Linked DNA regions of Mus musculus: region 1 is linked to region 2. A link is a contact called in public HiChIP or PLAC-seq data. All regions are on one chromosome and are shown on one strand. Each heading gives the region's core, a stretch centred on a gene start, on an enhancer-like site or on the middle of the called end of the contact. The rest is flanking DNA. Distances are from core to core; before and after follow the strand shown.

The links. HiChIP or PLAC-seq counts read pairs in DNA pulled down with a chosen protein or histone mark.
Region 1: a contact with region 2 is called in an H3K4me3 HiChIP or PLAC-seq map of embryonic forebrain, with 4 times the contacts expected there. The contact joins the promoter of Syt14 here to the enhancer-like site in region 2. A contact is called at or near these places in 6 of 39 promoter capture datasets (cranial neural crest, embryonic stem cells, frontonasal cranial neural crest and 1 more), 4 of 484 Hi-C or Micro-C datasets (embryonic stem cells and nephron progenitors) and 9 of 115 datasets of contacts at active chromatin or transcription factors (embryonic forebrain, embryonic stem cells, epiblast stem cells and 1 more).

The regions. Positions count from the first base shown.
Region 1 is chr1:193,034,079-193,038,707 of GRCm38.p6, forward strand. Syt14 (synaptotagmin XIV) reads right to left here and starts at 1,697. Exons shown (of 8, transcript NM_181546.3): 1 at 1,545-1,697. The coding sequence starts at 1,557.
Region 2 is chr1:192,752,894-192,758,040 of GRCm38.p6, forward strand. The region is part of intron 2 of Hhat (hedgehog acyltransferase); the gene reads right to left. Among named protein-coding and RNA genes, the nearest start is that of Gm22265, 9.9 kb to the left of the region's middle. Within about 2 kb of position 2,533, at least 56 of the 459 cell types and tissues checked have an H3K27ac peak or open chromatin away from gene starts, as enhancers often do. A contact at or near this core is called in embryonic forebrain and nephron progenitors, where this site is marked.

The DNA.
Region 1 (4,629 bases), core at 447-2,946, 280 kb after region 2:
CAATTATTTAAAGATACAAAACACTGAGCAAAATGCTCTAACATTTGGCTGCCAGGAGAAGGTATGTATGCCTAAAGAAAACTTGGACAATAAGAAATTACAAATTATGAGATCATATTTGAATCCTAACTGGGTTAATCCTTCATCATCTGCTTAAAATTATATTTGTATGACTTTACAAGAAATCCTTCCACAAAGTTGTTGACAAAATAAAGCATTCTACGTCAACCAGTGAATTTCACTCCCTAATTCCAGCTCTAATAAACAGTACTGAGAAGAATAAGGGTTGAACATGCTGTTCTGAACATCAACGATTACAGGTAGATTTTATTCTCCATCATCTTAGCAAATCATGTCAATGTGTCCCGTACTTAATCTCTAAATTGAAGTAAACATGAAACACACAGCTGAGTTAATTCTGGAGTTTGGTGGCTGGATCCTAAAGAAGCCCCCAGGCGTGTATACTAACAGAGACCAGTCACCTAAGGGAATTACTGTGCGAGGGGGAACACATTAAATGTAGGCAAGTAATGATTCAGCTACAGGTACTCTGTACAGGTCACGCAGGGAAGTTTTGGAAATCCTTTTTTTTGTACTGAGCTCATCTAAAATGGAAAACAAGATGCTGTAAGCATCACACCTGTGTGATACTAACTGCACAATATGCTCCTTAAAAGCAAGGCAAATTCCACTCCACTCCAACTCCATGCTCTCAGAATAAGAGGAAAATACACATCGGTACCACTTACCTTACCCAATTCGAATCAAGCTACTTGTGAAACATTTCTGTTGCCAATCTTCTGGGTGCGTTTGTCATAAATAGGCATTTGCCTCTCCCCGGAAAAAAGCAATTGTGAGGGTCAGATAAGAGGGTTGACCTCACGAAGATGTCCTGGCCCCCCTATACCCGTCAACCGAAGGGGACAGCGTGGTTATCATCGGCCCAGAAAGCCCGACAGGAGCAGCAGGATGAGCGGATCCCACAAGGGCAGCCTCCCGCTGCCGAACAGCACGGCGCTTCTCAATACCTCAGAGCCTCATTCACCTCAGCATCTCGGTATCTCAGCGCCCTAGTACCTGAGCATCTCACTCAGTACCTCAGCGCCTTAGTAACTGAGTCTCCTCAGTGCCTCAGAACCTCAGCGCCTCATTTACCTCAGAGACTCAGCACCTCAGTGTCTAAGTACCTAAGTCTCCTCTGTGCCTCAGAACCTCAGCGCCTCATTATCACCTCAGAGACTGAGCGAGTTGGCGTCTAAGTACCTCAGCGCCTTAGTACCTGAGCATCTCACTCAGTACTTCAGAGCCTTAGTACCTGAGCATCTCACTCAGTACTTCAGAGCCTTAGTGCCTGAGCATCTCACTCGGTACCTCAGCGCCCAAAGTGTGTAGGCCAGTGCTCGCGAGGGCCGCACGCCGCGCCTAGGCCGGTGTCCCGCATTAGCTTCCCTTACAGTCCGGACCCGCAACCCGCACCTCGGCCTCCTGGGCCCTGCGCTCGCTCGCGGGGCGTCTTCTCCGCGCATCGCTTGCCTTCCACTTACCTTCGATCGCCATGATGCGCTCGCCATGGACCGCACCAACCACGCAGGGAGAGCGGGGGTAAGTGCTGGAGCTTGCTCTTCTTAGGCCTCGGGCCAGAGGGGCGGGAACGCCCCGGGGCCAGGCAGCTGGGCCTCCAGGAGCTGGGGCGGGGCGGCGGGGTGGGGTCGAAGCTCCGGAGCAGGCGGCGCAGGAAGCGGAACCTTCCACGGTCGCGCACCGTCGGCACGTGACACCGCCCCGCCCCCGGCCCCTCTAGGCCCCGCCCCTCGCAACAACTATAGTTTGGCCCACAACCTCGACTTAACCCATTCCCATCTACCTTCCCAGGCCCCGCCCCCGAAATATCCACAACCCCGCCTACCACCCTGACCCGCCACGCCCGCCTCTTGCTGGCCACGCCCTCACCTCCCCCAACCCCCTCTCCCCCAGCCAGTGCAGGGTCTCAGGCGGGCGTTCCCAACAGGTGCAGACAGAGCAGAGAGCAGCCTCAGCAGCCAGCCTTCACCAGGCTTCCAGAGCGGCTGGACAAGCGGTCAGGACCACGGACAGGTCTCCGCACCCAGGAGGTGCCAGATTCCCTCTCAGCGAAGATCTATTCAGTTTGGTTTGGTTTGCCTGAACACTCACCTCAGATTTCAGCCAGCCAGTAGAGACAGCTTCGTGGCACAGCAAACCAGAAAGAGGGATCGTGAGGATAGTCTCTGTCTCTCCCTCCTTCCCTCTCTCTCTTCAGCCTCATTTCTAATGTGACCCAACTCCACAGGAGCCTGATGCCTCCTTGGAGGAACGAGTTCCCCATTTGTCTATGCATTGCAAGCACACATTTGAAGCCACACAATTGTAGGTGTTGCACAGACGTCTTGACAAAGGGCCTGAAATGCATGTCATGTACCCATTTTTAAGTTTGCAAGCCCTTGAGCATGTGAACACCCAAAAGCCAACCCCGAGCAAACTAGCTACCTAATCAGCCCCTCTCCACTGTTTATCCCGCTTCGTTTGGGTACTTTAAAGGCCGGATGGAGGAGCCTAGAAGGATAGGGGATTAGTGATTCTTCCTTGTGGAGAAGATGGTCACTCCTAGAACAGGTGGCTATATTAAGGACAGAAACAAAGAAGAAAATATTTTCCACTTATTATGTGAGGTTGGACTGTAATCTAGAGCAGAAACTGCCTTTCATTGCTTTTATATAACTTCTCCCTCAGTCGATTGATGCTCAATAGGCATCGATTCTTTAACATTTTTTTTCTACATTTGCTTATTTATTGGGGCAGGACCTTCGTGTGAAGGTTAAAAGACAGTTTGCAGAAGTTTGTTCTCATCACCATATGACCTCCAGGGATCAAAATCAGGTTGTCAGCCAGGCTTGGTAGCAAACATCTTTACCTTCTGAGACTTTTCCCTGACCCTGTTCTTTAATGTTTTGACTAGTCCAGTGAATATCTGTTGATCTAGGCATCATATAGAGAACTGGCTGCAGGGGTAGAGGAGATGGATCAGTTGATAAAGTGCTTGTTGCACAAGCATGAGAGCTTGAGCTCAATCCACACCTTTTTTTTTTTTTAAGTAGCATGCTTGTTATCCTAACTCTGTAGAACTGAGATAGGCAGATCCTTGAAGTTCATTGTTAAGCCAGTGTAGACTAACTGATGAACTCCAAGATCAATGAAAAAGCCTGTCTCAAAAAATAAAAAATAAAAAAGGGGGATGGGTGAGACTGGAGAAATGTCTCAACCGTGAAGATCACTTGCTGTTTTTGCAGAGGACCTGGGCTCAGCTCCCAGCATCCACATGGGAGCTTACAACTGTTGTAACTCCAATTCTAGGGGATCTGACATCCTCTTCCAGCCTCCATAGACACCGGTCATGCATAAAATAAAATAAATAGGCAAAGAAGAGAGCTAGCCGGGCAGTGGTGGCACACACCTTTAATCTCAGCACTTGGGAGGCAGGGGCAGGCAAATTTCTGAGTTTGAGGCCAGCCTGATCTACAGAGTGAGTTCCAGGACAGCCAGGGCTATACAGAGAAACCTTGTCTCGAAAAAACCGAGAGAGAGAGAGAGAGAGAGAGAGAGAGAGAGAGAGAGAGAGAGACACTGAGGAAAACATTCAGCATGTCTATCTTACAGATACAGATGCATGCATGCACCTATCCATACATGAACGCACACACATGCATAGAAACACACACCAAAAACATATATCTACAAACAGGAATTGTTATTGAAGGATCAAACTAAATGACTGTTCTTATAAAATACCTATAGGTTAGTCTAAAGCGCTCTCTCATTCTCTCTCTCATTCTCTCTCTCATTCTCTCTCTCTCTCTCTCTCTCTCTCTCTCTCTCTCTCTCTTTCTCTCTCGGGGGAATACCATCAATATGCTTGGGATCCAGATACAATAATAAGGTTTTCTCCAGGACACTGTACTTAAAACAGACTTGAACTTCAGGACATGAAATTTGAAACCACAGATCTTGGTTTGTGGTTTCTAGCTGGCTTCAACTGTTGAAACTTACAAGAATTTCATATTGAAAGCCAAACATCTCAGAAATCAGCAGTTACACAGGTATCTGCATAAACCAGGTTAGTTCACAATAGTTTTCTCAGAAAGTGTGTGTGCGCGTGCTTGTGTGTGTGTGCGTATTAAACTTGAGCTTCAAACTTAGGACTTTGGCCAAAGTACTAATAACATTTCCCCTTAAGTTAAAACTCATAATCCACTCTACCAACATTACCTTTTGTAATAATCTGAGATGGGTCTTAGATAATACCATATATATTATTATCTCAACTTCTGCCCAACATTTCATACAACTTCTGAGTTTGCTTAAAGCCTGCAATTGTTTGGATATGTGTTGTCCCCACCAAAATCAGTTGAAAATTCAATTGCTAGCATAATGGTATTGTATGGTTGGGACCTTTAAAAGGTGTTGAACTAGAAGGTATAGCCTTCATAAAGAGAGCAGTATAGCTCCTACTAACCAGAAGTAGTTACCACAGGTTAGCCCAAGGCTGTGTGATTATAAACTGAGTTGATTCCTTTTCCACCTTCTTTCCCAAGGCACAAGCTGATTACTCTCACA
Region 2 (5,147 bases), core at 1,283-3,782:
TCAATCCTTGGCAACCTGCAGAGCGAGGCACTCAAGTCCTATCACCAAAGTCCCCTCAGTGGCCCCTCTCACCCTCAGCAAGCTCCCTAGGCAAGGCCACCTGTTCAAGGACAGGATCCCTTGCCTCCCCCACCCACATGGTAGAATAAGCTCTCTAAAGTCACCAACCCACTTGCAAACAAATCCTCAATTGCAACAGTTAGTACTTGCCTTTTCACCCAGCCCTTGTCCTGTGAGAGGTTGATGCATTGCATGAACCATGTAAAGGAAAAGGCCCACTTAACAACTGCTGCTGTGTCAAGCTCTCATTATTACAACCGCTGCTGTGTCATGCTCTCATAGACCCAGATTATTAATGGCTGTGCCTGCAGGGCTAACAGGGGAAAGTGAAAGCGTGGGGCAAGCGTGTTCGCTACAGCTGTATCCTACTCTGGAGACAACTGCTACATAATAACAAAGAAATGAGAGGTGGCAAGTCAGACAGAAACTCTGCACCAGGAAAGCTGTTTTTAGATCCCCGGGTGTTAGCACTCGTTTACAAAGACATTAGCAACAGTTCACTGACAGCTAAAGAAGGGGAAGTAGGTGACCTGAAACCTCAAATCTACAGAAGGCAGAAGTCCATTTATGCAAATGTCAGTAACAGGCAACTTCTGCAGAAAGGCATGCTTGCAGACTATTGGGTCAGCAGGATCCCACATGGCTACTTTCATTAGAAAGTGATTATCACAGAAAACAGAAAAGCTGCCAAACTTTGTTCTTTGAGAAAGAAAATAAATCTGCTAAATGGATAAATCTGAACAATTTCTTAAGACAGGGACATAAGGTACATGCAGTATTTGACTCTGGAGTGTGGTCGACACATCCGAAAAGCTCAGGAACCTTGAAAAATATTATCATCACACTGCCTTAAAAAGACAAAGGTAAATATGCTAATAGCCCAGAAACACTTGGGAACTTTTCGAGGAATCTTGCTTCGAAGGGAACTTGGGTAGCCACAAGCTTGCAAGAGAGTGAAAGCAAGCGACAGAGACTTCAGGCACCAGTTACATGGTTTACAAGAAAGGAAGGGGCCCATGGTATACGAAAGAGTCTCGGTGCCATGTTGGAATCTCCAAGGATAAAACCGAGGTCTGACCAGGCACACTCAGAAACTGATTGTCTTTTCAATTCAGAGAAAAGAGGTTGATAAAATACCATGGCCAGGGAAGGTACACAGCAGAAGTCACTGTGGTTGCTCCTGAAAACTTTATTCCCTTAAAATAAAAATATCATTAGCAGGTCAAAAAGAGAAAATCATCTCTCGTCTGATGAGGTACTGCAAGGGAACACAACCCAACACTCATTATTGGTAGTGTTTTTTTTTTATGTCTTTGTGCGTGTGTGCGTGTGTGTGTGTGTGTGTGTGTGTGTGTGTGTGTACACGAGAGTGTATATATTTGTATGTAGAGATCAGAGGACAACCTTGGTTGATGTCCCTCAGGGACACTGTCCACCTTATGTTTTGAAACAAGGTCTCTCACTGGACTGGAACTTGTCAAACAGGTTAGACTAGTGGACCAGCAATCCCTGGGTATCTGCCTGTCTATATCTCCACCCACCTACCCGACTCCTCCACCCTCCACCTCAGTCCCTCACACCACCCCCACCCCTAACCCCCACCTAAGATTACAAACCTTCAGCTTTTTAAAAATGAATTATTTATTTATGTATTTGTTTATTTTGCCACTGAACTCATGAGGATGGTCTGCAGTTCAAGGTCATCCTGGGCTATATAGAAGAACCCTGTCTCAAAACCACAAAAACCAGACGGAGGTGTGTCTCACTTGGTATACTCACTTGGTACTCATTTGGTATTTGTGTATCATTTGGTTGGCTCAGTCCATATCAAGCCCTGGGCTCAGTCCCCAGAAAAAGAAAGAGAAACTAGGCATGGTGAAACGTATCTGTCATCCAGCACTAGGGAGGTGACAACTGGAAGATGGGGAGCTCCAAGCCGTACATAGCAAGTTTGGGGCCATTCAGGGCTGCACAAGACCCTGGTTCAAACAGACAAAATATATATATATATTTTTTAGAGTGTGTGTGTGTGTGTGTGTGTAACTACATGAGTTTATGTGTACCATGAGCATGCAGGTGCCCTTGAAGGCCAGAAGAGGTCTTTGGATCCCTGGAACTGGAGTTACAGACAGTTGCAGGGCACCAGATACGGTTGCTAGGAACCAAAGCAGGGTCTTATGATAGAGCAACAAAAACTTTTAACCCCTGGGGCCTTGCACCAGCCAATAATTTTTTTGAAACCTGAAATACATCAGTATAGTTCCAGTTTACAATTTCCATTCTGGAATCCTGAGAAAAGTCAGTCAGATACAGCGCAATGATACAAACACATTGCTTAGGAAACGAATGAGCTAACACTTCAACCCATGAAGCTGGTACAAAAAGGAACTACCCAAGCCCGAGGAACAACAAAGACAGAAATGATCCGTTCAGACATCGATGAGCTGGGAAGCGTGACAGAACAACGGAGTGCTCTAACAAAGCCGAAAGCTGAGATTCACAGGCGCTCCGGCACAGCTGATCAAAGAAAGGAAAAGACACTGTCGAGGGGCGTGTGGGAAAATGGAACAAGAGAGGTAGGGAAAGAGAGACAGAAATAAATATACAGTAAGGTGAGGGGCGGGGCCAGGAATGAGGGAGAACAGTAGAAGTAAAACTGTTTAATTCTCAGAGATGGGAAAGATAAAGGAGACACAAACATAAAATCACACAGCGAGATACGCTGCACCGAAGCACTCCACAAAACAGACAGATTCCCAGAACACCACAAACCCTCAAAGTGGACACAAGAACCAGAAAGCCTACGCATGAACAGCAAGCAGGGAACAGTCAGAAGACAGGCGCTTCCACAGTGTCTGCCTGCCACCAACAGTTGTTGCTAGTGACAACTGGTGACTCTCGTCTTCAGAACGTCTTACATTACACTGACACAGCCACAAACACAGATGGCCTCTTTTAGGGAAAGGCATTAACTCAAGGCTCATTAAGCAAGCCTTCAGACGCATGGTAGGCCAGGCATGGTGTAGCATAGAGATGAAGCCGGAAGATTACCATGGATTTGAAGCCAGTTTGTGCTATACAGTGAGACTTTGTCCAAAAACAAAGAAAAAACTCTGGGTGATGCATGGTAAGGATTATTTTTTTTCTCCTGTCTGGGTAAGTGCTCCCACCTCCCCTGAGTCACACGATGCAAAGCTGAACAGCTGGGCAGTTCTTTACAAAAATAAAACACGTGCCACAGGACCCAGCAATGACATTGCTTAGTACACAGGTAAGGTAAAAAGCTGTCGTATAAAAGCCTGCACACAACTGTTTCTACAGGCTTTGCATGCAGCTGCCAACACTTGGAAGTGGCTACAATGCCTTCAGTGGTGGATGGATGACTCGAATGCAGTGTGTGCAGTCAGCAGGATACTGCCCCTCGCTCAGAATTGTAACCTAACACACACAAACACCCAGGCTCAATCCCCAGCACTGCATTAACTGGAAGTGGTAGCCCTCATCCGATCCCAACACTCAGGAGGTGGAAGCATAAACATCACAAGTTCAAGGTCAGCCTCAGCTACATAAAAAATTCAAAGACAGCCTAACCCTATGTGTGACCTGTCTCCAAGAGAAGGGAAGACAAGGCGGGAGAGAAAGATGAGCTGATGAGCTATGAAAAACACATCGCAGCCCCCTCGATGCTTCTCCCTAGAGGAAAGAAGCCATGCTAAAAAGGTATAGACCACAAAACTCCAGCTATACAACATTCTAGGAAAAGCAGAACATTGTGACAGTAAAAAGGACCAGGGGTTTGTGGGTAAGAAGAAAGACAAGCTGGCAGGACAGAGCCTTTTGAGGGGACGAACTGCTGTGTCATACTCTAATTATGGACGTATGTCAGTACACACTTTTCAAATCAACAAAGTATGTACTACCCCGGTTGGAGCTCTGATGTGAGCTGAGGACATTGGCCAACAATGCTGTGCTAAACAGACTGCACTGGACAAACCCACCCCCGAGGTGCTGGACATGAACAGAAAGTGGCGCGTCCTGAACTCAGATGTTAGGAAGCTTCTATGCACCACTCAGCTTTACCCCTAACCTAAAACTACGACAAAGCCAAAACCTTCCCAGAGGAGAAAAGTTTCACGCAAGAATGAGTTATAAAAAATGGCAGTTATTATTTTTAAATCACAAAACTCCGAGAGAGAGAGCTTATCATATAGTGGAAGCTGAGGGAGACAGACAGCCATCTATGGAAAAGACTGGCTTGATGATAAAATGCAGCCATGTAGGGAAGACACTAGCTGGCTGACAAAAATCTATCTTTGCTTTCTTCTGCTCCAATAGCATGCCTTGGTGTGCTAGGTAAATGGATCCCCACCAAGACAACCTCCCCAAGTGCCTCCCTCAGCCTCTGTGGCTCCAGGGAGAACTGATTGTGAGCAAATATGATGAAAGTGACTTTGGTTGTGTGTTAGAAAGGAGACAGTAACCCCCTTTCTCTTCCATCTTTCCTGCTGGGCAAAAACCTCACAGGAGGCAGGACCACTTCAGAGGACCTCTGAGGCTCTGGCCGAAGAACAACATCTCATGCTGTCTAGACTCCAGGGACCTGGTTATCATGGGTACGGTAATTCTGCTGTGAGGCCTGTCTTCTGAGCGATACTCTCACTACATTGAGACAAAGAGTCCGTGAGACAAGAGGAAAGGACCCAGAGTGAAGCCAGACTCAGAGCCCCTTCTACACTGACTCTGAAAACTCAAGGTTTCAGAAAAGAGGGAAGTTACCTGGTCAGTTCCCACCAAAGTTCTCAGCTCCTCTGAATGGCCAACATGGTGACTGGCAGCAAGATTAACCCTGGAGAGCTGCAGGGATAGCATACGCTGCCCAGAACCTATTTGCTATTGTATTTTATTATGGTCCTAGGATGCAAGCCAGGGCCTGACAGGTACTAAACTACTAAGCTACAACCCTATCGCCTGCCTTTGCCGTTGTAAATATCAACTTTCCTCACATTCCCCTCTGCTGTAAGGGAAAAGTCTAGAGGCTGGAGAGATGGCTCTGTGGTCAAGAGCACTGGCTGCTCATCCAGAAGACC